Linked DNA regions of Mus musculus: all the other regions are linked to region 1. A link is a contact called in public Hi-C and promoter capture Hi-C data. All regions are on one chromosome and are shown on one strand. Each heading gives the region's core, a stretch centred on a gene start, on an enhancer-like site or on the middle of the called end of the contact. The rest is flanking DNA. Distances are from core to core; before and after follow the strand shown. Region 1 holds the start of Nap1l4 (nucleosome assembly protein 1-like 4). Region 2 holds the start of Bet1l (Bet1 golgi vesicular membrane trafficking protein like). Region 3 holds the start of Chid1 (chitinase domain containing 1). Region 4 holds the start of Psmd13 (proteasome (prosome, macropain) 26S subunit, non-ATPase, 13).

Region 1 (6,430 bases), core at 2,977-5,476:
CTAGTTAGGGGGTCTCACCCAGGAGTCCCTAACCTTTAACCTCTGATGATAGCATCCGCACAGCCAGACAACTAGGACAACTACTAACACCCTGCTTTAACATCAGGTGAGCTGCCCTCGTAGAAGAACCACTTCCTGGTGCCTGTGCGCCGGACATCTGGAGATGACCCTAGATGTGTAATCTCATCAGGATGAAATCATGAGAGTAGGCCTAGGATTTGGGCCTAAGGGAAAGCCATGTGCAGACAGTAGTTAAGATTACAGTATTGCAGTCACCAGCCAAGGACAGCCTGGAGCACCGTGCAGAGGAGAGTGCAAGGAGGGAGGCCCCATCTGAAACTTCAATGGAGTACAGTTTCCATGTGTGCACTTCAGTCTGCTAATTTCCAACGGGCATTTCTGGTTAGTAAGCCACCAATTTGGGCTGCTTGGTCGCAGCAACTCAGAAAAGCAGTACAGCCTTCTCTTAAGTCTTTGCAAACAGGAGGTTTGGGGAGAATGTTGCCTACCTGCCAGTTAAGTCACTGCAGGGAAAGACTTAACACACCTTCATCAGATTCAGGAGCCAGGACCACTTACCACGGTGCCTCCCACCTTCTTGTTACCCACAGTAACCCCCAGGAGGGATAGATGCCATGACAAAAAGTAGGCTTGAGCGGGGCAGTGGTGGCACACGCCTTTAATCCCAGTACTTGGGGGGCAGAGGCAGGCAGATTTCTGAGTTTGAGGCCAGCCTGGGTCAACAGAGTGAGTTCCAGGACAGCCAGGATTACAGGATTACACAGAGAAACCCTGTCTCAAAAAAAAAAAAAAAGGAGAAAGAAAAAGGAAAGAGTTGGTTTGAGACTGTTAAATAAATAGATGGGACTTGAATTTGAAAATGCTGGCCAAAGCAACCTTTACCAGGCAAAAGGACTAATTTCTTTACTTTCCTTTTTTTTTTTTTTTTTTAAATTTCATGTGCATTGGTGTTTTGCCTACATGAATGTCTGTGTCAGGGTGCCAGATCCTCTGGAACTGGGGTTATAGACAGTTGTGAGTTGCCATGTGGGTGTTGACAATTGAACTTGGGTCTTCTGGACAGGTGGCAGTGCTCTTAACCACTGAACTATCTCGCCAGCCCCCCAAAAGACTCATTTCTAAGAAACGAAGACAATTTGTTCATTCCTGCTTGGTAACCTTATTTGCTAGCCAAACTAAATGCTTTTTATAAATTGACATGGGGAGGCTGGGCTGGTACTGCACTCCCTGCTCCAGCCCCAGGCTACATTGAGGAAATACCTCCCTGCTACCCTTGTCAGCAGCAGTGAAGGCACATAGCCCAGCCTAGTACATTTCCTCCCTCCACAGAGACCTCCAGTCAGGTAAAATTGGAACCTTGATTGTACCACAGTAAAGAATTTCAGGACAAGTCATAGTGAAGCAAAGTTAGCAAGCTTATTAAGCAGAGATAAGAAATGGTGCATGCTTTGGATTTAAGTATAGGCATAGAGTAAGAGACAGTCTTAGATGAAAGATAGTTCATATTTAAGACATGAGTGCATGCTGCTGAGAGAAAGCCAGGCTAACCTGCCTACCTTAAGATCAGCTGTTGATGTGAACTTGTGGCTAAGTCAGAGTGCTCAAAGAATGTAATTTACAGTGATAGTTAAAGATTAAGTTTAAACTGGGTGATGGTGGTACATGCTTTTAATCCCAGTTCTTGGGAGGCAGAAGCCTCTGAGTTTGAGGCCAGCCTGGCCTACAGAGCAAGTTCCAGGACAACCAGAACTATACCAAGAAATCTGTAGATAAAAAACAAAAAAAAATGACTAAACATTTTATTAATGTTAAAAATTAAGTAGTGTCGGGCTGGAGAATGGCTCAGCGGTTAAGAGCACTGACTGCTCTTCCAAAGGTCCTGAGTTCAAATCCCAGCAACCACACGGTGGCTCACAACCATCTGTAATGAGATCTGATGCCCTCTTCTGGGGTGTCTGAAGACAGCTACAGTATACTTACATATAATAAATAAATCTTTAAAAAAAAATTAAGTAGTGTCATGCTGTAGACCTCCCCCCCCACACCTTCTGAGCACCTCTCTTAATCCCTATGCTTCAGCCTGTATTCAAATAGCTTTATTAACCCAGGCATGGTAGTGAATAACTTTAATCCTAGGAGGCAGAAGCAGTCAGATAGATCTCTATGAGTTAACAGGCTAGGGCTACATAGACCCTGTCTTAGAGATAATAAATAATGAAATACCATTATTAAACTTATTACCAGTTATTGGGGTCTGAGTGTTTTATTCAAGGAATTGAAATAAAGATACACACAGATTGTAAGGTAGCAAGGAAATAGTATCCAAAAGTGAATAGTACAGATCAGAAATACTCTGTGACAGGCCCACGAGGCTGGCCTTGAATTTCTAGAGATCTGTCTGCCTCTTCTTCCTGAGTGCTGGGATTAAAGGTGTGTGCCACTACTGCCTGGTGTCTTACTTAATATTAAAAAGGGGGGTTTGGGCTGGAGAGATGGCTCAGCGGTTAAGAGCACTGACTGCTCTTCCAGAGGTCCTGAGTTCAATTCCAGCAACCGCATAGTGGCTCACAACCATCTGTAATGGGATCTGATGCTCTCTTCTAGTGTGTCTGAAGACAGCTGCAGTGTACTTATATACAATAAATAAATCTTTTTTAAAAATATGTTGGGGGGACTTTTACACTGCCCAGAGCATTATTAGAAAAGCATTATGTGTAGTCCAAACCAAATAAGTCCCTGGCTACCAAACTATTTTCTATACTTGTCTGATTTAACCACATCCACTCCCCAAATAAAAATGAAGTAAAAACCTGGTGGTGCTGCTGCACGGCTTTAATCTCAGCACCGGAGAGGCAGAGGCAGGTGGATTTCTGTGAGTTTGAGGGCATCCTGGTCTACAGATCGAGTTCCAGAACAGCTAGGGCTACACAGAGAAACCCTGTCGTGGAAAAGCAAAACCAGCCACTAACCAATCAAAATGTCAGGAAAAAAAAATGTATGTCAGAAAAAAATGTAAGTAAAAACATACGAGCTTATTTACTTTCCTTAATTTTGTAAGCGAAACTGTTTATACATAGTTCCAATTTAAGAATGAAAGAGAAGTAATACAGAAAAACAATGCTGTAGACCTTCTGGCCTTCAGTAACCACACTTCATTTTAAGTTTTTGTTTTTCAGACAGGGTTGCATGTTGCTCAGACTGGCCCCACACTGGCTACATAGTTGGAAGTGACAAACTGCTCATTCTGTCACCTGTATCTCTTATCTCAGAAGTACTGGGATTGAAGGCATGCATGTTGCACCATACCCAGCTTTGTTTCCAACTGCCCTGTTCGTAGAATTTGTTAGGAAAACACACATTATCTGCAAGCAAGTTATTTATTCTTATCAGATGTTGTCTATTGCTTCAATGAAAACACCATGACCAAAAAGCAAGTTAGGGAGGAAAGGGTTTATTTGGCTTACACGTCTATATTGCTGTTCATTACTGAAGGAAGTCAGGATAGGAACTCAAGCAGGGCTGGAACCTGGAGGCAGAAGCTGATGCACAGGCCATGGAGGGGTGCTGCTTACTGGCTTGTGCAGCTTGCTTTCTTACAGACACCACCAATAAGCCCAGGGGTGGTACTACCCACAATGGGCTGGGTCCTCTCCCACCAATCATTGAGAAAATGCCTTACAGTTGGATCCTATGGAGGCATTTTCTCAAAGCTCCCTCCTTTCAGATAACTCTAGTTTGTATCAAATTGACACACAAAACCAGCCAGTACAGATGTGCTGAACTTTTCTATCAGAAGGGTAGTCCCATGCCAGGCAGGCACTGTAGACAGAGGGTCAGAAGGCCTTGAGAAGTAGGCGGTGCTTTTCCCAGGCCGGGGGAAGGCAGGGAGTTGTAAGTAATCTGGAAAGAGCGTTGCCGATGTGGTCCAGGAAGCTCAAACCCTAGAGGTTGTAACAAGCCCAAAGTCCTACACGCGCGCCCAGCAGCCCCTTTAAAGAAGCACGAACTGCGCGTGCGCCGGAACACACGTCACTACTCTAACTACATATAGCTCGCGGGCTTAGGCTGGACGCCGTGCTCCCTCAACAGATTTTGATTGGATACCGCCTTTCCTAGTGCCTGGTGCAGTTGATAAACAGCTCTATTGTCCATTCGTCGCCCGTTTTGCTCGCAGAGGGTGGAGCCCGGCGATACGGCCAATGGCAGGTGGTTTTGTTGGCGACCACGGCGGTGCAGCCCCGGAGCGAGCTTAGGACAGGCGCCACTGCCGCAGGAGGCGCGAGGTGCGGTGCTGGCGGGTAACGGCGCGGCGGGCGGCTGGCGAGGGACTGGGGCGGAGGAGGCGGAGACGGGGAGGAGTGGGCGGCGCGGGCAGGCCGACGCGCCATGGCGGCGAGCAGAGGCGGGCGGCGACCGGGTCAGAGGTCCGGGTGGCGGGTGGCGGCGGATGGCGGGCCGGTCCCTCCTCCGTGCAGCCCCGCCCCCGGCTGAAGGTCAGCGCGCTTTGTTCCCGCCGCCCGAGAACCCACGCGAAGCGGCGCAGGCGGTTCCTTGAGAGGACAAGGCCTCCCCAGCGAGGTGGGCCTGGGTACGCCTCGTCTCAGACCGCGCCTGGGAAGGAAGGGGTCTACTGGGCCGCCGCCTCGCCCTTCCGGGCTTTGCATGCTCTCCGCACAGTGCCCCGGTCTCTGAGCCAGACCTCACTCTCTGAGCCTGCGGTGGAGGCGGAGCCAGCCTAGTGACACACACTGAGCCTTCAGACCCGGGCGCCCCTAACGGGTTCAGGGTCGTCAGCAGTACCCCTTCTTCCGAGGGTATCCTTGGGGCAAGTTGGCCCGCACTTCCTCCAACTCTGCTTCGCTGCCTCTTGGAGGAATTTCCGCGGTAGCTTCCGGCGCGTGCGCTGCGGTAACGAGCATATGCATATTCCACAGCAAAAAGACTCAAGTTTAAGTTTTTGGTCCAAAAGTTAAATGCTTTTAAGTTACTGCCGCCTTCCTGTCATAGTAGTTGCTTCCTCTCGGTGACTAATCTCCGCTTACTACACACCAGGGGCTCCTTTAAGCTCCTGACGTGTCTTAACTCATTCACAATAGTACGTGATGTAGGTGCAACAGGCTGACTGTGCATTAGCAAGAAACGCCTGGGTTTTGAAGTGGTTCGGTTTGTGGAATATTTGTAGGTCTGACAGATGAGCGTACCTAATCTGGAAATCCAAAATGTGCTCGAAAAGAAGTGGGTTTTGGGACGTTCTGATTTCTTTTCTTCTTCTTCTTTTTTTTTTTTTTTTTTTGGTATAGGAGTATTCGACCTGTATTGCAAATTAAGTCCCTGATAGGTTAAGTGTGATGGTACCTTGCATCTAAATTCAAATAGATTTAATCTGGCTCAGTTTTAATAATAAATGTTTATTATTAAATAAATAACGTATTGAAACAAATATTCAGATGAACAGTAAGATTCAGAGAAAGCAGGGCTTTGATAGGACTAGAGTATAGTTCACCTGTCGGGTAGTCTACAGCTGTATCATTTTAACTAAAGTAGATGCTGTAAAACTCAGTTGTCGGTCTCAACCCCCCCCCTTAGTTGACCAATATTGGTTCACAGTGTCATAACATTTAAACACATTTTGATGTTTTAGCTTTAAATCCCGAACTGTTTTTCACAGTTAATATAGAATAGCTGGTGAAAATAATAGTGATTTTATCGTTTTTTGAAAATTCTGGAATTGTATTACCAAAGTTCTGGGGGAAAATGTATGTATTTTGGGATCTTCTCAGAAATCATGGCTTGTGAGCTGGCCATTTGGCTTTGTGTAGTTGAGTATATAGAATATACCAGTGGGCAATAAATCTCCTGCAGGGGTGGTATTCTTAGAAATGAGGTAGTTCACCACTTTGGTCTGACTTTGTACTTGAGTCTTAAAATGCCCCAGCTAAGATAGATATGGCAGTATACACCTAGATTCCCAACTGCTCTGGAACTGTTTAAAATCTGTCTTGGAAAAACAGCAAGATCCTATCTCACTTTTTTTTTCCTGTTTGCCTCTTGTTAGTGAAAGTATACTGTCCCTGCTAGCTGTCTTTATGTTGTGTATAAAAGTTTATGTTGTATTTGTATAAAAATTTAACTGCCAGTACCTAAAATTTTGGTTTTTGGAAGAAAAAAAATCCTAGACAAGAGAGTTAATTTAGGGGTGGTTAAGATCATTGTGTGCTTTTGCAGAGGACCTAGGTTTGAGTCCCATACTCATAAGGTGGCTTCTAATAGTCTATAACTTAAGTCCCAGGGTTCCAACAGCCTCTTCTGGCCTCTGCAAGTAGTGCACAGACAAGCAGGGAAACCACCCATACACATAAATAAGTTAGAAATTTAAGAAAGGGTAGTTTAAATCTGAAGGTCTAAGGGC
Region 2 (6,167 bases), core at 82-2,581, 2.7 Mb after region 1:
CTGCCCCACCACACGCCACCACAGAGCCACCCGAGGGACCAGCCCACCACCCACCGCCGTGCTCCCTGCCACCACTCGCACGCACACCCCAGCCGAGTTGCGCGCACACCCCTGCTTCCTCTCTTCCTGAAATTTCCTCGGCAGCCGGATGCCTCTCACCTCCCGGTTGAACGACCGCAGAGCTTCTGTCACCGCATCTTCCTCTCCGGTCTCCAAGGCATCCGCAACTGCCCGGGGCTCCATGGCCCCTGGCACCGGGTGCTGGAAGGCTTGGGCTGGGAAGACGCAATCGGCCAAACCCCGGGGCTCCGCCCAGGTCCGGAAGCCCGGCGTCCACGCGTGAGGGATGCTGGGAGAGCAGCCGAACCCAAGGGTGTGTACAGGCGCCTCCGACTTAAGGTGGAGCAACCCGGCTGTGGTCGCTGAGCGGCTAGTCTTGGAGCGGCGATGCTAGCTAACCAGCCAGGCAGTGTCCTCCTTTTGAGCCCTCCTCTCTAGCCCGAGTTCCTGGCAGGCGGGGGGTGGGGTGGGATGGGAGGGTGGGGAGTGGGGTGTGGCTTGGCCCGCGCGTGGACCGTCCTCTTTACGCTCTTGTCCCCGTACTGTGATAAAAAAGGGAGCGCCGGCTCCTGGCCGCTTAATCAGTTGGGGAAGACGATTCTCGCGATCCAGGCCTTGGAGCTCATCTTCCATAGGGAATAGGGAAAGAGAAGTACAACGACTTGGATGGTCAAAATAATGCACGTGGTTAGCCGGGCATAGTGACGCACGCCTTCTTAAATCCCAGCACTCGAGAGGCAGAAACTAGCAGACCTATCTAAAAAGAATAGCCACCAAAGTAATACGGTTATTCTCAAGAAAATTGCAGAGAAGGAAGTGAAGAACACCCGTGGAAAAGCCACTCCCGCGAGAGGAGCAACGGAGGGGCGGCCAGCCGAGGCGTGTCTGAGGTTAGAAGCGTAGGAGCGCTGTGTAGCGGGGAGCCAGGTCCGCACGCCACTTAGCTGAGTCGGTGCCCCACAGTGACACATACAAACAGTGCTCCAGTGGATGATGTCACCCGCCGTGCTAACCGGCTCTGCCCCTACTCAGTGGCAGGCCCCGGCCGTCTCCTTCACCAGTCTCTTTCGGGTCTGCCTGTCCTCCCCATCCAGTTGGATTTAGCAGCGCCAGAGGCATCCGACTGATTTACTGAGCTGGTTCCTAGCCTCTGCTCCAAATTTGGGTCTGAACACCTGCTCCGAGTAACACCCACAGCGCAGGACTAATATTGCTGACCAATCCGTGGGTCCGAATGCTGGTGGCCCGCCCTTCCCTTATTTACATTCCCGAGAAGCACTCCAGGTCTGTTTCTTCCGCTTCAGAACCTTCTCCCGGAAGTTATTAGCCCGGAGGCGGAACCGGAAGACCCGGGTACTGGTGCCACGTCCGTTGCTGTGCTGCGAATTCCCTGAGTGGGACCCTGGAGGGCGCGATGGCAGATTGGACTCGAGGTGAGAGCACTTGAAAGGCAGTAGAGGTAGGAGGGGAAGTCTAAGTCTGGAGCTGGAGACATCGCTCGTTTCTCGGTGGAAGGACCTGCGTGGGGTGGCGCTTACGTATCCCTGGAAAAACAGGGCCGGATTTCGCCTGGCGCTGCCTTGGAACCCAAGCCGGCATGCCATCAGTTTTGTGTGTGGTTGATGCCAAGAGCTGGAAGCAGAGGGTCCAAGCAGGGTTTTACTAATGAGGGGCCTGAGTGCCTCGGTTCACACACATTCCCCGCCCCCGTGCCTGTGTTCAGTGTGACAGTTGTGATACTGATGCTTCGCCCACAACGATGACTATGCAGTGGTCGGTAGGACACAGCCGTCTGTCTTTCAGAGTCTGGTCGCACTTGTTTGCTGGTGCTGCTGGCCTTCCCCTTAGGTGGGTCACATCGAGGCTGGGTGGGTGGTTTTTATGCTTCAGATCGGTGCTAGTCACACTTAGGGGGGTGATTCTCAACTACCTGTCCCTGTCCATCGGAGTTAGGTTTCCACGAGCACAGTGCTCTGGGCATTCCAGAGATTCTGTGTGGGTTGCAGACATAGGGCGAGGTAGTTTCTACAGTAGAAGGACTTTCTTACACTTACCTTGGATCTGATTTCCAAGTCCTCCCCACACAGCCTTCCTGTCACCTGCTGTGCCACCGGCTGTTCTGTTTTCCCTATGGTCCCTATCAGAAAGTACTGTTTCCCTTTGAGACCGGCCCCACACCCTCAGATGACAATTTCAGCTAAGGCAATATTCACTTCGGTTCAGGAACAGTATACAGCAGGGTCGTGTATGTAGATTGATTGGATCTTCAGGCTCCCCAGCCCGTCCTTGCCTGGGCATGCACACAGGTTCTCACACGACCCATGCTACATGTCTGATGTGTAGGTGGTCAGCCTGTTGGAGCATAGGGTGGGACGTGCTAAGTTAGCAGAAGTATATGGGGGAATGCGCTTAGATGTCTCCACTGGAGTGAGGAATCAGGGACCACATGTCTGAGGGAATGCTATCCTTCCGCCTCTTTCTCTCACAGCTCAGAGCTCTGGTGCTGTGGAGGACATTCTGGACAGAGAGAACAAGCGGATGGCTGACAGCCTGGCCTCCAAGGTGACCAGGCTTAAATCGGTCAGTGGTGGCCCTCTTCCCTTCCGTGAGATACTTTGGTGGGTGGGGCTGAGAGGGGAGGAAGGAGGCCGTGTGCTGTCTGTGGGCATTGCTGACTGGAGAAGTGCTTCAGGTAATAACTTGGCCTTTTTTTTAGCTTTCTCTGGTAATAGGTACTTTTCAGAGTCGTGGGTAAAATGTAGCTGGTCTGAAGGGAAGGTGGGCACTACTCTCTGTGGCTTTGCTTGACGGTGCCTTCTGTATCCCAACCAGCTGGCTTTGGACATCGACAGGGACACAGAGGACCAGAACCGTTACTTAGACGGCATGGTAAGTGCCCGCGGTACGGGTACGTACAAATCATAGTCAGCTCCGCCCACCTGCCGTCTGCTCTGCTGGGTCTTCGCTGCTAGTGTGGTTGGGTAGTCAAGGGTCCCAACTCTATGTGACCCTGTTGGGTCTCTCCCACAGGACTCAGATTTCACAAGTGTGACTGGCCTACTCACGGGGAGTGTGAAGCGCTTCTCCACGATGGCACGGTCTGGGCGAGACAACCGGAAGCTTCTGTGTGGTATGGCTGTGGTCTTAATCGTGGCCTTCTTCATCCTCTCCTACCTCTTGTCGAGGACAAGGACGTGAGCCAGTGGGAGCCAAGGGCAGCCAGGCTCTTGTACACCTGGCATCCTGGTTTCCTAAGGACCTGACTACAAAAAAAAAAAAAAAAATCCCTTTGAAATTATCATCATGGGTCATTCATCTTCCTAAGTCAGGACGACTGCAGCTGCCTCTGTCATAATGAGCTCATCTTGGCTTGTCCTGTGTATGAAGGAAGAAGAAAAAGGCAAAAGCCAATGCCACTCCCTGGTGCTAAAGACACTGGCAGAGCCAGAGCCATGTTGTGTGAGATCAAGCCAGGTCTATGCAAAGCATCTGTGAGTCCCAAATGGGCCCACTGTGGCCATCGGCCACACTCCTCAGAAGCCAGGATCTTAAGGGCCTTCTGGATTGCCCTAACCTGTTTATGCCTGGTTTAAACCCGTGTCTGTGTCCTTGAAGAGTCTGAAACTGACACCAGAAGGGAATATGGCCGTGAGCCCTCTCCAGATGATGGTCATTGGCTGAGGCTGCTGATGAGGAGTGGACCTGGGCAGGCTGTACCCACCAGTCACTGGCAAGAGGCAAAGCCGTGGATAGAGGAGTGGACTGCAGTCCAGAGGCACTGGACTAAGATCCTTCTGGGCCACAAGGCCAGGTGTCCAGGAGCACAGGCACAGATGTGTGTGTCCTTGGGATTGAGAATCTTATCAGTGTCAAAGATGTCTCCATCCCCAGACAGACAGACAGAGAGCTGTACCAGGTGGCTTTTCAGAGCCAGGCCGTGCTGGGGTGCTCTCTCTGCTGGGGATCCTTATGGGGCCGGAGGCCACCTAGGAAAGCATTTGTGTAGTGGGAGCTTTTGACCTTGTACTGAACCTTGCCCTACCCTGTACAGCCAGTCTCCCTCGGTGTGAGGGAGATTGAGCCACCTCCTCGTTGCATAACTCAACAGACTTGCCTGCTCTGCCGGCCCTCCCTGCTGCCTTGGCCAGCCCCATTTGCACATAAATCGACCTGTGGGGCTGACAGGGCCAGCAGCTTATGAGGACCTAGCACTTTGTGTCTTCACATAAAATATCTTTAAGACGAGCTATGAAGTTCCGTGCCCGTCTCTATGTCTGTGTTCTTGTCTCTCCCTCTTCCTACACTGGCTCACTGTGCCTATGAGGCCGGCCATACCATGAGGCTCTTTGGCCCATAACCACTCCCTCTGAGTTCTAAGTGAAGCCAGATCTTGCCATACTCTGGCCTTTTAATGCCGGTAGCCATGACTTGCTGTAGCACTAGGTACCCATCCCCTTCTTCCTTTAGCAAGCAGCTTTTCTCAGAACACGTTGACCTTAGATGTATTTAGCCATTGCATTGTGTCTGCCTGAGCCTCAAACCCTCTGAAGGAGGAGTGCCCATCCTTTGTTTTGCCCACCCCTCACCCCCAAGGTGCAGCTCACTCCACACTGCTGCTCTGTGGTTTTGCTGTTCGCCCTACACATTTCCTGCTGGGCTCTTCTAGCTTGACCCTCATTCTGAGGTCTCCCTTTGTAGGCACTTCATTCTTGTGTCTCAGCATCTGTGGACCAGGGCTTTGGCTTTGCCCTCTGCTTTGTCACCAGGCATGGTAATAGTTGCTGGCATCATTCTTCCATCTAGAGCAACAGCAAGCATGCCTGAGCTTTGACTCCCAGAACTGTGAGCTGCTGACTTCTACTTTGTGGGAATGTTGCTAGACCCTAGGGCACTTTGCTGATTTTGTTTCTGGGAGATGATGGCTTGCTGTGCATTCCTGGCTGCTTTGACCTGTGGCCTTAGGCTCCTGAATGTTGATGACATTACAGACACATGCGTCCACACCTGGCTTCCTCAGGCACTTGCAACAGCCAGTGCCTTCTCTTCTTTCTGGTGCAAACCAGATCTAGCTTTCAGCTTTTGGGGGTAACTTCCTCTAGAGCAGGGTCCTTGCCATCTCTCTTCTTCCCATCCCACCGCAACCCCAAATGTGGCTAGTTTTCCCCTTGGGTCTCCACCCTGGGCCCACCTCAGCTACTTTGAGGATCAGGTATGTAGCCCGTTACATTCAGCTCTTCCTCGCATGAGTCATGTGAAGGGGGATACCAGCTCCTCAGCCACTGGGTCAGACCAACGTCCTGAAGGTCATACATAACCTTACCCTCCAACTCAGGCCTTATCCCTGGCACTCCCTCTAATGCCTGGGTGAGTCCTGAACACCAGCAAGCTGTAAGATGAGAGGGTGCCCAGTGTGAGGGGCTGTGAATGCACGCAACCAGGTCCATCCTGTAGTTCAAGGCCTTGGTAATAAAGACTTGGAGTCAGTGCGGTCCTTGCCCTCATTTCCCAGGAATTTGAGTTACTTTGAGCCAACCCTAATCTCTGGCTGGCCTTGGGCACTGAAGTCTACCTTGGCTCATCTTCCAGAGATGCCTTATCTCCCAGACTTTGGGCAGGACAGCCACAGATCCACCACCTTCCTTCTGTGTGACCCTTCCCTGCCAACCTGTGGGTAGGGTGGTAATAGCATTACCTCCTAAGGGCTGAGGGACTAAGGGCAAGTTGTATCGGACACGCAGGCTTGTGCAAGTAAAGGCCTCCACCAGGTGTGTTGGATCACACCACGTATTTTGCACTGACCTGCTACAAAGTGGATGTCATACTGCATGCCTGCTTCCTGAAGCTGGGCCTGAGACCCTGAGAACCTCTGCAGACACTGTCCTCAGGCCCAGCTGTGATGCCAGCTGTCCTGCACACATCCTACTGGCTGCGGATGGAAACAAGCTCCCTGGGCTTTGTACTTAATAGCAGGAAAGAGATCGCGTCCTAATATTGCCCGCGTGGTCAGAACTTGAAGCTCAGTGGATATGGCTGTGTTTGGCTGTGCCTAACTAAGCCTTCCTGGCAGGTTGGCAGGTAGGCTGGAGTTGTATCCCCCTTGAAAGCCT
Region 3 (6,138 bases), core at 1,875-4,374, 2.0 Mb after region 1:
TTGTCCCCAGGAAGCAGGCTTAGGCTGAAGATCCTTAGCTGCCCATGTGCATGAGGGTGGTATGTTCCCAGAACAAGACCAGAGATCCCATTGGTAACAGAAAGCCCACTGGGTGGACAGCAACTGCCCTGCTCTTGCCCACTTTCCAGTGCCAACTGCAGACAGATGGTGGCTCAAGACAAACAGCGTCATAATACCAGCCTGGGACCCACGGCTCAGGGTCAGAGCTTGGACCTTGGTCAGGACATCCCACATTGCTGTGGTAACAAAGACTGAGAAACTGACTAAGGTCTGGTTTAGTGCTCTGGCCAGGGGAGTTATACTCAGATTTACACTAAAGTTAAAAGAACTAGGAACAGGGGCTGGAGAGATGGCTCAACGGTTAAGAGCACTGACTGCTCTTCCGAAGGTCCTGAGTTCAAATCCCAGCAACCACATGGTGGCTCACAACCATCCATAACAAGATCTGACACCCTTTTCTGGCATGTCTGAAGACAGCTACAATGTATTTACATATAACAACAAATAAATCTTTTTTAAAAATTAAAAAAAAAAGAACTAGGAACTAAGATTCAGTTTGCTTGTTTATTTATAGGCAGGGTCTCAGTTAGCCCAGGCTGGCTTTGAATTTATTGACTATCAGATTTCAGTTATGAGCCACCATGCCCACATTTTTACAGTGACATTTTTACAGTCACTTTTAGATGCCTTTGTATAATATTTTACTCCACTTCAAACACAATTAAATAAGCATTTTCAAACTCTTTCTCTCTCTCTTTCTCTAAATATATACATATACATATATATGTAGATAGATAGATAGATAGATAGATAGAGTGTGTATGTTGCTATATAACCCAGGCTTGCCTTGCACTTATGGCCATCTTCCTTTTAAGTGCTGATATTATAGCGCCATGCATCATCACATCTGGCTTCAATTTCTAAAATGCCCCGCATTTTAGTACTTTGTTTAAATGAGCAACAATATCTCAGGAATCCCAAGAATTTGAATTTTTAAAAACATTAATTCCTTGGGCCAAGGGGCTGACTCACTGGGTAAAGGCACTTGATTAGAAACCTGACAGTCTGAGCTGGATCCCCAGAAACCACATGGAGAAAGGAGCGCCAATTCCCAGAAGTGGTCCTTTGACCTCCACATGCCTCCTACTGCTGCTTGCTACACACACACACACACACACACACACACACACACGCACACCATATAATAGATAAGTAAATAAATAAAAATTTAAAACATCTTTTTCAAACAAAAATAAATAAATGCAGAAAATCTAAAGTTACCTCAAATACTGCAGAAACATTAAAATTGGAATGGATTCACTAATACGGAGTGTTAATGCTTTAGTTCTGATTCTCTTGGTCTTTTCTATCCATCTTTCTGTATTTTCTGTGTGACTAAAAGGTGGCTAAACACTTGAAATCAGTTTGGGGCTGGAAACATAGTTCATTGGTAGAGTGTTGGCCAAGTAGGTGTTTAGTCCTGAGTTCACTCCTAATACCGTGGAGGGGAGAGAAGCCAGTGTTCACCTACACACACATACCAGAGATCTGGGGCACCCTTTGTCAGGCTGTGCAGGTGAGGGCAGGGCAGACTTTGTGGGTACAGCTCAACAGGCTCCTGAGCATCTGTCTAATGGAACCCTGAAAGGGGCTGGTCTTGAGTTCTGTTTTTCTCTCCTTTCTGTTCTTAAGAGTCTGCAACACAGACTGGGAGTGGAATCCTTAGTGGACTTTGCCAAGTCTTTAGCTCAAAGACCTCTTACATCAGTCAGATCCAAATGCCTTCGCTGGTTTAAAAGAATGATGGTCTCTTTAGTATTGCTTGGACTGAACAATTCTCAGGACATCCACCTCTCCAGAGTTCTGCCCACTTGGAATCACTGTTCTGGGCATTTGTTCCTAGTAGGGTGCTGAGCTGGATGCCAGGAAAGCAGATGGTGATGCACAGCATGCCTTAGCATACACACCCAGCCCCGCCCCTGTAGAAAGGCTTGGGGGACAGCTGGCAGAAAATATGGGGAAGAGAAAGGAGGAAACGTGATTCGGAAGGAAGAACACGAAGCTCAGCTCAGTGAGAAACCTCTGCAGCAGCAGGAATGGGGAAACAGCCGCACTGCAAATCCTGGAACAGACCATAGTGGAGTGGGCCAGAGGGTTTAACTGGGTGTGGACAGGCCAAATGTGGTTTCTGCAGGAAACTGCTGGGAACAGCAAGGGATGGGGGTGGGGACTAGTCAGCTTGATGAAAAATAAAAATGCTGGTCACGTGTGCTTTCAACCCACTCGAAGAAGTGTCTGGGCTCCTCTTGCTAAAGCTGAGATGGGGGTGGGGAGCGTGGTGTCTGCCTCTGTGGGTTCTAGCTCCTACAATTTGCAAGACCAAAAACGAGGACCAAGACAGCTCTGGGATTTAGGCAGATAGAATGTTCGCTGTGCTAGGCCATCTGGAGAAGGATGTTATATTGCCTGGAGCAGTGTCTCTACTGGAGACAGTGTAGTGGGCACTGCAAACCTATAGATAGTGACAGAAATGTGGCAACTGGGATAATGTGGAGGTTCAAAGACTTGGCGCACAGTCTGTCCTGACACATCTGGGAGACTACGGAACTGACTATGCGCATAGTGACCCACGTCCCCCATACTTGACAGGGATGGGTTCCCAAGACCCTAAAGGCCTTGGTGGTCACATAAGTGGACGTAATGTAGACTTCAGCACAGTGCTGAGGCAGCCAGCCATCAATCCCGGAGAGGGGATGTTCAACATCACCACCAACTTCTCTGGGAGGATTTCGGGATCTGACCCCACTATTCTGCTGTACGACAGGCCCTTGATCAATAGAGGGACTGGCTGCAGGAGCGGAAACAGCACCTACGGCTACGAAGTACACGTTCCGCACACTCAGCTCTGTCTTCATCCAACTGACGGTCCCGATCCACTCTCAGCCCTTCTCCAGCTCGCCGGTCGCTACGAGGCTCCACCTCTAACTCCGCCCTCCAGCCATCTCGGTCCCGCCCCATCCCAGCGTGCCGTGCGCAAGGCATCTAGGAAGCTGGCGTGGCGCAGCGGGAGCTTGTGGAGGCCAGTGGGCGGGACTTCCGGTTGATTAAATCGTCTTCCGGCCGTGCTTGATGGGTCTGGCCGGTCTCCTGACATGAAGGTGAGCCCGGCTGTGGCGGCAATGGGACTGCTTCATCTTCCGCGTCACAATGCGGGAACGTCGGGCAGCGAGGCTCTCCCCGGACAGAACGGGCAGAGTGTGAGCGGGAAGGAGAGGGCACGGATGAGAGCAATATGGGAGCTATGAATGTGAGGGCGAGGAAGTGAGTGAGGATGAGAGGGTTTGAGGGGGAGAGCGATCGTGTCAGTGTGAGAAGAAACAGATGTGAGGGTGAGTGGGAGCTCGTGCGGAATAAGCAGATGTGAGGGTGAGCTGGTGGAAGAAACAGATGTGAGGGTGAGTAGGTGTCAGAAAGCAGGTGTGTCAGCCTGAGAGTAAGGGCGTATGTGAGAGAGCGAGCGGGTGTGAGGGCCCGAATGGGTGAGGGGAGATGTGAGAACATGGACTTTATTAGGGGTGAGAAAGCGAGTGGGGATGAGTATGAGCAAGGGTGAGAGAGTGTTAGGGTGAGAGCAGGTATGGGAGAGAGTGTGACATTGTTCTTTAGTAGAAGTGTGAGCGCCAAGTGTGTGACTGTGAGGAAGCTTTCGAGCCAACAGTAATCTGAGAATATGAGCGAGCACAGGCCGTTGCATAAAATCAAGAGAGCCCGTAGCGATGGCTTTAATCCTAGCACCCGGGAGGCAAAGGCTGGCAGATGGATCTCTGTGAGTCCGAGGCCACCCTGGTCTATAGAGTGAGTTTCAGGTCAGCCAGGGCCACATAGCAAGACCCTGTCTCCAAAAAAGAGTTTGGGGGTGGGGCAAAAGAAGCCGCAGGAAGCACGTGTGAACAGCACAGTAGTGAATGTGTTAAGTTTATGTATGTGCCAGTGTAGCTGGATATGAAGAAACATGGGTGAGTGGTGTATAAAGGAGTATAAACATGAACCAGGATGTAAGATAACGAAGTCAGAGATTTCAGATATGTGAGTTAGTGTGCATAGCTTGTGGAGCCACAAATGAACGAACGATGACATGAGTGTGCAAACGAGTTAGCAAGGCCAGAGTGGCTGTCGGGCATAGAGAATGAGCTCTATGTGGAGGGCCCAGCCTCAGGTAGGAGGGTATACAGCAAGTTGTATGGGTTCCTTCAAGTTTGCTAGGTACATGAGGCCTTACCCTCAGCGCAGCCTCAAATCTTGAACACTCTGTGATGGAAAATTTCCAAAGAACTTTCCACAGATCTCTAGACTGGAGCCCAGGGAGGCCCAGAGACAGTGTGCTGGTGACAGAACTATAACTTGAGCCATCTTATCACAGTCCTGTTTGCATTGCATTGTATAGTTGGGATGGGATGGTAGCCACGTGCCCCATGGCTTGGTGGGCTGCCCCCTGTGTTGGTTTCCTTATCTGTAAATGGGAATAACATTTATGCCTGCCTGAGTCCTGGTCTGTGGAGAGAACTTGTGGATAATTCACCAGGTTTGGCATGCAACATATGGTCAATAAATGTCACCTGGGGTTGTGATCATCCTGCTTCTTACGTCACCTTCATTTCCAACCATACACTCACCCACCTCCTCATATGAACAGTTCACTCCAAAATGTGTTCTCAAAAATGAAAATGTAGGCTGACCATCATACTTGCTGTAAGAGCAGTGAATCTATTAGAACTGAAGGCTGAAAGTATGGCCCAGTATTTTCTTAGTATATGGAAAGCCATGAGTTCTAATTCCCTGCTCCTACAAAACCGATATTAGGCAGCAATAGTAAAAGGTGCTCAGGATACATCAATCGGCATCCCACAAATCCTGCAATACCAAAGCAGGAGCTTAGTGTGAGAGCCAAAGACCATCTCTGTTGTTATTGTTGTTTTGAGATAGGGTCTCCTGTAGCCCAGCATGGCCTTGAACTCAACTACATCGCTAGAAATGTACAACTACATAACTGAGAAATGACCTTGAACTCTTAATTTACCTACTTCTACCTTCCAAGTGCTGGGATCACAAATGTGATCCACTATGCCCCATTTAAAACTTGTTCTTTTAATTTTTAAAAAATTGTTTTTTATTTTATGTTCACTGGTGTTTTGCTCAAAAGTATGTCTATGTGAAGGTGTCATCTCCTGGAACTGGAGTTGTAGACAGTATGTTACACACATAAATGACCTTGAACTCCAGTCCTCTGGAAGAATAATCACTCTTAATCACTGAGCGATCTCTCCAGAGTCCCTCGTCCCCATTTAATGTTTTCACCAACTTATTTTTATATGTATGTGGTTTTTGCCTGAATGTATTTATGTGCTCACAGAAGCCAGAAGAGGGTGGTGAGCTGCCATGTAAGTGCTAGGAGTTAAACCCAGATCCTCTGGAAAAGTAGCCAGTGCTCTTAACCGATGACCATCCCTTTGGCCCCCACAGTTAATTCTTGTTTTTTTTTTTTTGTTGTTGTTGTTGTTTTTGTTTTTTGTTTTTTGTTTTTTGTTTTCTTCGAGGCAGAGTTTCTCTGTATAGCCCTGGCTGTCCTGGAACTCACTTTGTAGACCAGGCTGGCCTCGAACTCAGAAATCCGCCTGTCTCTGCCTCCCAAGTGCTAGGATTAAAGGCATGGGCCACTACCGCCCGGCAGTTAGTTCTTGAGAGAGAGCTGAAGTGGACAGTGCACCACAAAATTAACACCAATTCGATTCTTTAACTCTGCACATGCACAGCAGATTGTACACATAATTTATACACATTAATGCATTTCTTTGTAAAAAGCACCTGACATGTCTTGCTTTGAGTCTGCTTGAGAAACATTTGAAAGCTTCTCCTATGACTTGTCAGCCTCACTAAGACAGTCCTTCCAGTGGGGAATGATTTGTAACCCCAGAGTTACGAGAAGTATAGCATGTTCTCCGTTGTTAGCTTGGTATAAGCAGAAGCCAAGACTCAAGTAGGCCGAATTTATAACATTCCACCCTGTGTACAGGGTGTGCTGCCCAAAGGACAGCCATTAATGCTGGAAGACAAAACACA
Region 4 (5,844 bases), core at 1,050-3,549, 2.7 Mb after region 1:
AAGAAAGTTCCAGAAAGAAGGCTTCTGGTGAGAAAATTCCTGGGTATTCCTTAAGGACTCTGACAAAGCATGGGAAAGAGTGTGTTTTTATTTTTTTTCTGCTGACAAAATTTAAAAAATGCTCCATTAGAGAGATAGCATAGTACCACGTCCCCTCAACCCTCTCACCTTCAAATGAAGAGGACTTCTCTTTTCTACACTACTCTGGCCAGAAATCTCTGGGCAAGTGGAACCCTTGTGCGTGGATGGGCTGGGAGAGCTGGGAAGTGAGGAGAGCCCTTTAAACCGTCCCTCTCCCTAGCAGTCTTGCTGTGTAACCCAGGTTAGTCTTTAACTAACCATCTTCCAGATTCAAGTTTCTAAGTGCTGGGATTGCAGGTGTGCCATTGGCCCCTTTTGGTGCTGTCTCGTGAGGTGCATGCATAGGGCCTGTGGATGGAAGCACATACTTCCAGTGAGCCATTTTCCCAGCTCTAGTCTAAACTTGTAAAAACCAGAAAGTCTGTTTCAGTGTTGGGATTTATTAGCTGTAAGCTATGGTGACTTATCTACGTCTGCTATTACATATGAGAAAGAGAGAGACTTTCTCAGTGCTGTCATGAGGGCCCAGTGCTTACAGCAGTCCGTGGCACAAAGTGATTGCTAAAAGATGCAGCTTAGTGTGACCACCATAATGCCGCCCCTTCCCCCCACTCTTGTCTTTAAATGTCCATGAGCAGAGTTGGGCCTGACACTGCATATATTTAATGACAGCACTTGGAGGAGGCTAACCACTGGTGGACTGTGAATCCAATCCCGGTCTGGTCTACAGAGCAAGTTCCAGGCCAGTCAGAGCTATACAGCCACAGCTAATCTCAAACAAACCAACCAACCAACCAACCAAGCAAGCAAAAATTGTCTGGAGACGTGGCTCAGTGATAGTTTAAGAGCATTTTGAAGACTCAAACTGGGTTCCTAGCACCTACACCAGTTGGCTTACAACTGCCTGCAACTCCAGTTCCAGGAGATCTCTTCTGGCATCCTTGGGCGCACACACGTTAAAAGTAAATAAAAATGAATAATAATAGTTTGTAATTATATTCAACATCGTCTGAGCTGTCTGGTAAGTCATTACCTTAATGAGACCATCTCCTTGGGCAAAGCATGGGTCCTGCACAAAATCAAGCACCTCAAGTGTCAGCTGATGCCACAACCTACAAAACAAAAAGCCCTCAGTCCCACATCCTAATGTGAAGAAAAGGATGCCTTCAGCCTTGACGGTCCCATCAAACACCAAGTATTTCCCAGGTCCCACTGCACAGCCAGGAGTTAAAGCAAGCGCCAGCCAATTCAAGCCTATTTCTGGACTGACTTTGCTTGCACCCCCTAGTCACTTATCCTTTCAAGACTCAGTTTTCTTAGGTAACACTGGAGAACACTTTTTGAGACAGCGTCAACTCCCACTCTGAGTGTCAACTGGAATTCCAATGCCACAACCTACAAAACAAAAAGCCCTCAGCCCCACATCCTAATGTGAAGAAACGGATGCCTTCAGCCTTGAAGGCATTGGTTGTGACTTTAGAATTCTACAGCTATATTTTGAACTCCATTCTCTCTTACTTATTAGCTGAATACCTCACAGAATAGAAAACTGATATTCAATCTTATCTGTCAATAGGAAGGATGAAATAAGCCAATACTTTAAAAAAGCCAATATATGAACCTTTAGGACACCGAAATAGCATACTTCATACCAAGACTAAAGGATAATATTTAATAATAGAGATAAAAGTGTTTTGAAAAACACAAAATGTTACACCATATATAGGCAGGTACATACTAAACACTGAAAAATTTCTCTTGAAATCACTAAGAGTTTTAACTGCTGGACATTGTCATGTGGAAAGGTTCTGAGGAAGAGGTGTTTTTTCATAGGCAAATTCTTATATCAAAGTCAGCAATTCGTAATTGTTCTTATCAAAGCTGGTAAGGCTGGAACGCAGGGAGTCTAGATACAGAACCCTGTTAACAGCTCTGCTCCTAAGGCTATCTCGACCCCTTTCCTCCACATCCCTGACCCTCCGGACTGATCAGAGCCCCTGGCCCTCCCACAGTCCTCTCCCTCCCGCCCCAGCCTCGGAGCTCACTTCTTCGTGTACAGCTCTTCCAAACGGTGCCAAACGGCAGCCTGGCCCGGCCCGGAGCTCTGACTCTGCTGTAAGAAGGCCGGCACATCCTTCATGATTGCAGAGAGCTGGGAACAACACAAGCACTAAGCAGTCAGAACCGGCAGGGATGGCGCACGGAAGTGCTCGCTCACTTCCGGCACCGCGGGCGCGCGGGGCATGCTGGGAGCGTCCCACTAGCCTCACGGGTTGCGGTCGTCAAGGTAACCGCGTTCTTGACTTCCGCTAAACTTCTCCCGGGTTTCTGGCCCTGCCCTTGAGGCATTAAAGAGTAGAGGTGCCTGGGGACAGCTAGCCACTGACTGGTCACGTAGCCTCAAGCCTGCAGACTTGGGTCCTCTGAAACCGGATGGCGTTTGGCGAGGACTAGGTGTGATGCAAATCGCTCAGAGAGCATTAGTTATCACCCGCCTACTCAAGGAGGTCGAGAGCGGCGTAAAACGATGAAATCTCCCGGTTTGGCTTCCCAACCAATAAGTCAGAGTCCCACAGAGGGAGAAGCTGCCAGCACCAGGCATAAACACAGCCTTCCACACTTCGGGTTATCGTGCGGGGGCTGGGCTGGGCTCGGCCGAGGGAAGGCGCCGGAGGGCGGCACTTGGCCAGAGGGGGGGCGGGAGTAAGAGTGCCGAGAGGGCGGGGCTTGGCTCACGGGGGCGGGGATTCGGATGGCGCTTGACCCTCTAGGCGCCGTCGTCCTGCAGAGCATCATGGCGCTAAGCGGTCGACTGGCATTGGCCGCGCTCAGACTGTGGGGTCCGGGAGGTGAGCCACGGCAGGGGAGACACGGGATCTCGCAGATAGGCTATCAGCGGCGTTTTAGGGGCGGGTAGCTGGAAGCAATTGTGGGAGTAAGGACCCGGCAGGCGCGCCCTTCTACAAGGTTTTGCTGACCGGCCATCACTACCTTCTCCTTAAAGGTGTTTTTCTATGTAACTATTGCAGCACAGTCTTTGAAATATTTTATAGAAGTTCGTTGTATGGATGTCTTATAATTTATATCACCATTTCCTTATTGAATACTTTCTAATCTTGAATTATTACAAATAACGTGATAAATAAACGTGTTTGCACCCCATTTGGACCACAAATTCTCAGTAGACAGCCTTGGGTAAGGTTACGTGGTTTGTATTATTTTGAGACTGGTCTCTTGTTCAAACTGGCCTTCAGCTGGCTGTGTGAAGGAGGATGACCTTGAACTCCGGATCCACCTTGCTTCCACCTCCCTCCAAGCGTCGGAGACTACAGTCACATGCCACCACATCCAGCTGTTACTTGTGTTTTAATTGTCCCCCATAAAGGTTGTGAAACTAAAAATTTTTACCAACAGTCATACTGTCTGCAAAATAGTAACATGTCTCATAGAGTCCTGAGAGTGATCAATAATAGGGATATTTTCAGTTTGAAATAAGTGAGTATATTAAGTTAGAGAGAAATCATCACACTGCATATTCAAAAAAAAAAAAAAAAGTCAGCAGACGTCTATTGGCTATCTTTAAGGTAGCTCGGTGGAACTCCCAGTAAAGAGTCCTTGCCAGAACAGAGTGACCCTTTCAGTGAGGTTTTTAGTAAAGCAACAGATGGAAGTAATATCAAATTGGACACTTGCTACATCTAACAGAAACTGGCAGAGAAAGTTGAGATAGTCATTTGGAGCTCCCAGGTGGGCTGTCCCTCTGTCTGAGCTGCGGGATTTCCTTCCTACTGGAGGGCACATTCTTTTTCTTGCAGATACTTTCCTATACTGGGATAAACTATAGTGACTTCCACTGGAAACCGTTTCCCTTCTGTTCTCAAGGGCACAAGTGTTTTCACTCTTGGGCTGTTTTGCTGTTCTCTCTCTGTCCTTTTACATAGTTAGGGGAGCCAGCCCTCCAGACTTTGGACTTTGAGACAAACATGGGTCTGGCATGAGGGAAGGGGTTGTCGGCCTTGTTTCCAAAGCCATCTTCTCAGTGAGCTCAAATGACGCAAGACAATTTATCAATATAATGTACAAATTTGGACTTTTTTTTTTTGTCTGTGCTGAGTAACAAACTCAGGCTTTGCAATTGTCTGATAGGCTAACATGGCACCACTGAACTACACACCCAGCCTGGAGTCCTTACAGTTTTAGGGCCCACAGTCGTTAGCAAAGAAATGTAATGGAAGAATATTTGGGTAGACAATGGTATAGTCACTTGATGTGGGTGACAACATTTTATTCTTTTCAATAAAGAGTTGTTCATTTAGGCTACGGTTACAGAGCATTTTCTCTACCATACTCGTGAGTGCTGAGGATAAAGCAGGGATCAGAAAAGACACTCTAACTTGTGGAAGCATTTCTAATATGAGATCATCTGTAAGACAGTGTGGCTGTCATAAACCCTAACACAGGAGCCCTGGGATGTTTGTGAGGAGGATGCCTTTACAGAACATTCCTTCTTCTCTTGATTTTAGATTTGGGACTCTTTTGTGACTTCATCCTCTGTAACTTTACAATGTCTTGGGCAGAACTGAATACTAACCTCTGAGTTTCTTCATCTCAGGGGCTTTCCATACCATGTAGATGTACTTTAAGTTATATCTTAAGTTTGTTGTTAGATATTTGGTAAAATTTTGTCCACATGTATGTCTGTCAGTTGCAAACTGTTTGTTTGTTTGTTTGTTTTGGTACAAGTGACTAAAAATGTCTTTTATGTTCCCTGAGTGGTGCCTAGCGGTTGGCAGACACTCAGCAATGGTCACAACTTTTCTTTTGTCCCTTTTGTATTCTCATATGGTTTGTGTTTAAGAGGAGTTCAGAAAATATTAGGGCAAAACCTCTGAGTGCACTGCCCTGGGTGCCCTGTGCGCCAGGGTATTTGATGAGTGAGAGGTGTGTTGGAGCCAGAGCTTGCTTGCTGCTGCTTCTCATTCTTGTTTTTATCAGGAGACCTCTAGGAGGGTTGCAGTGACTTAGCGCGTTGGTCCCTAGGACCCGGCATGGGCTTTGCGGTCAGGCTAAGTTCTAAGTGCCACTTCCGGAAGTAGCCCCCTTGCTTCTCACTGAGCATTTCCTCCTACTGTACTTTGGGTTTATGGTGTGTGCTTGCAGGAAAGTAAGGGTACCCAGAAAACGGGGTGATTTTGTCTCTTGTGTGTTTTCCCAGCTGGGAATAAGGTTCCTTCCAAGGGAACAAAATCTCTTGTCTTAGGCTTCTCAGTGAAGCTGTTGTGCTTTTGGGGGAGTTCTCTTTGATTCCTCTGTCCTGATGGACTAGAGAGAGCAAGTGCCTCTTATCTCCACCATCTTTATGATTAGGCCCCCACAGGAGTTCTAAACTAAAAGGGCCAGGTTGCAATGAGGAAGAGACAGAGACAAAAAGGCAGGCGTGCCGAGAGAAAATCGAGACTGCTGGAAAACAGATTCTGGTGAACGCTCTACTACAGATGTTCTAACAGTTGCTCTGCAACAGCAAGAGGCCACCTAGTACGTGCTCAGATAAGCCAGTGGACCATCAGCTAAACGAAAGCAGGTCCAGACTGGGTCCCAGGGAGCACTCTCATACTCTATCCAAGGAGGTGACACAGACAGTTGGACACAAAGGCCTGTTCTGGCCCTTGGCACTGCTCCTGATGACACCTCGGATGGGACAGGATCATCCATGGGCATCTCACACTGGGTGCCTAGACCATGGGCACAAGGCACAGCTCTTGC

What was found. Promoter capture Hi-C pulls out the DNA fragments that hold promoters and counts their contacts. A called contact is a pair of places that touch in the nucleus more often than the background predicts. Capture Hi-C pulls out chosen DNA fragments and counts their contacts.
Region 2: a contact with region 1 is called in a promoter capture Hi-C map of liver, with 2.1 times the contacts expected there. The contact joins the promoter of Bet1l here to the promoter of Nap1l4 in region 1. A contact is called at or near these places in 1 of 39 promoter capture datasets (erythroid cells), 1 of 115 datasets of contacts at active chromatin or transcription factors (astrocytes) and 1 of 9 other capture datasets (liver).
Region 3: a contact with region 1 is called in a promoter capture Hi-C map of pre-B cells, with 3 times the contacts expected there. The contact joins the promoter of Chid1 here to the promoter of Nap1l4 in region 1. A contact is called at or near these places in 2 of 39 promoter capture datasets (liver and pre-B cells).
Region 4: a contact with region 1 is called in a Hi-C map of B cells, with 5 read pairs. The contact joins the promoter of Psmd13 here to the promoter of Nap1l4 in region 1. A contact is called at or near these places in 2 of 39 promoter capture datasets (the C10 cell line and pre-B cells), 1 of 484 Hi-C or Micro-C datasets (B cells) and 1 of 115 datasets of contacts at active chromatin or transcription factors (large pre-B cells).

Annotation. Positions count from the first base shown.
Region 1 is chr7:143,546,916-143,553,345 of GRCm38.p6, reverse strand. It overlaps Nap1l4 (nucleosome assembly protein 1-like 4), which reads left to right and starts at 4,226. Exons shown (of 16, transcript NM_008672.3): 1 at 4,226-4,304.
Region 2 is chr7:140,851,547-140,857,713 of GRCm38.p6, reverse strand. Bet1l (Bet1 golgi vesicular membrane trafficking protein like) reads left to right here and starts at 1,331. Exons shown (of 4, transcript NM_018742.5): 1 at 1,331-1,493; 2 at 2,549-2,640; 3 at 2,893-2,949; 4 at 3,091-4,330. The coding sequence starts at 1,475. The coding sequence ends at 3,258. Ric8a (RIC8 guanine nucleotide exchange factor A) reads right to left here and starts at 317. Exons shown (of 10, transcript NM_053194.4): 1 at 160-317. The coding sequence starts at 243.
Region 3 is chr7:141,536,814-141,542,951 of GRCm38.p6, reverse strand. Chid1 (chitinase domain containing 1) reads left to right here and starts at 3,124. Exons shown (of 13, transcript NM_001142681.2): 1 at 3,124-3,179.
Region 4 is chr7:140,878,849-140,884,692 of GRCm38.p6, reverse strand. Psmd13 (proteasome (prosome, macropain) 26S subunit, non-ATPase, 13) reads right to left here and starts at 2,299. Exons shown (of 13, transcript NM_011875.4): 1 at 2,127-2,299; 2 at 1,115-1,193. The coding sequence starts at 2,221. It overlaps Sirt3 (sirtuin 3), which reads left to right and starts at 2,824. Exons shown (of 7, transcript NM_001127351.1): 1 at 2,824-2,930.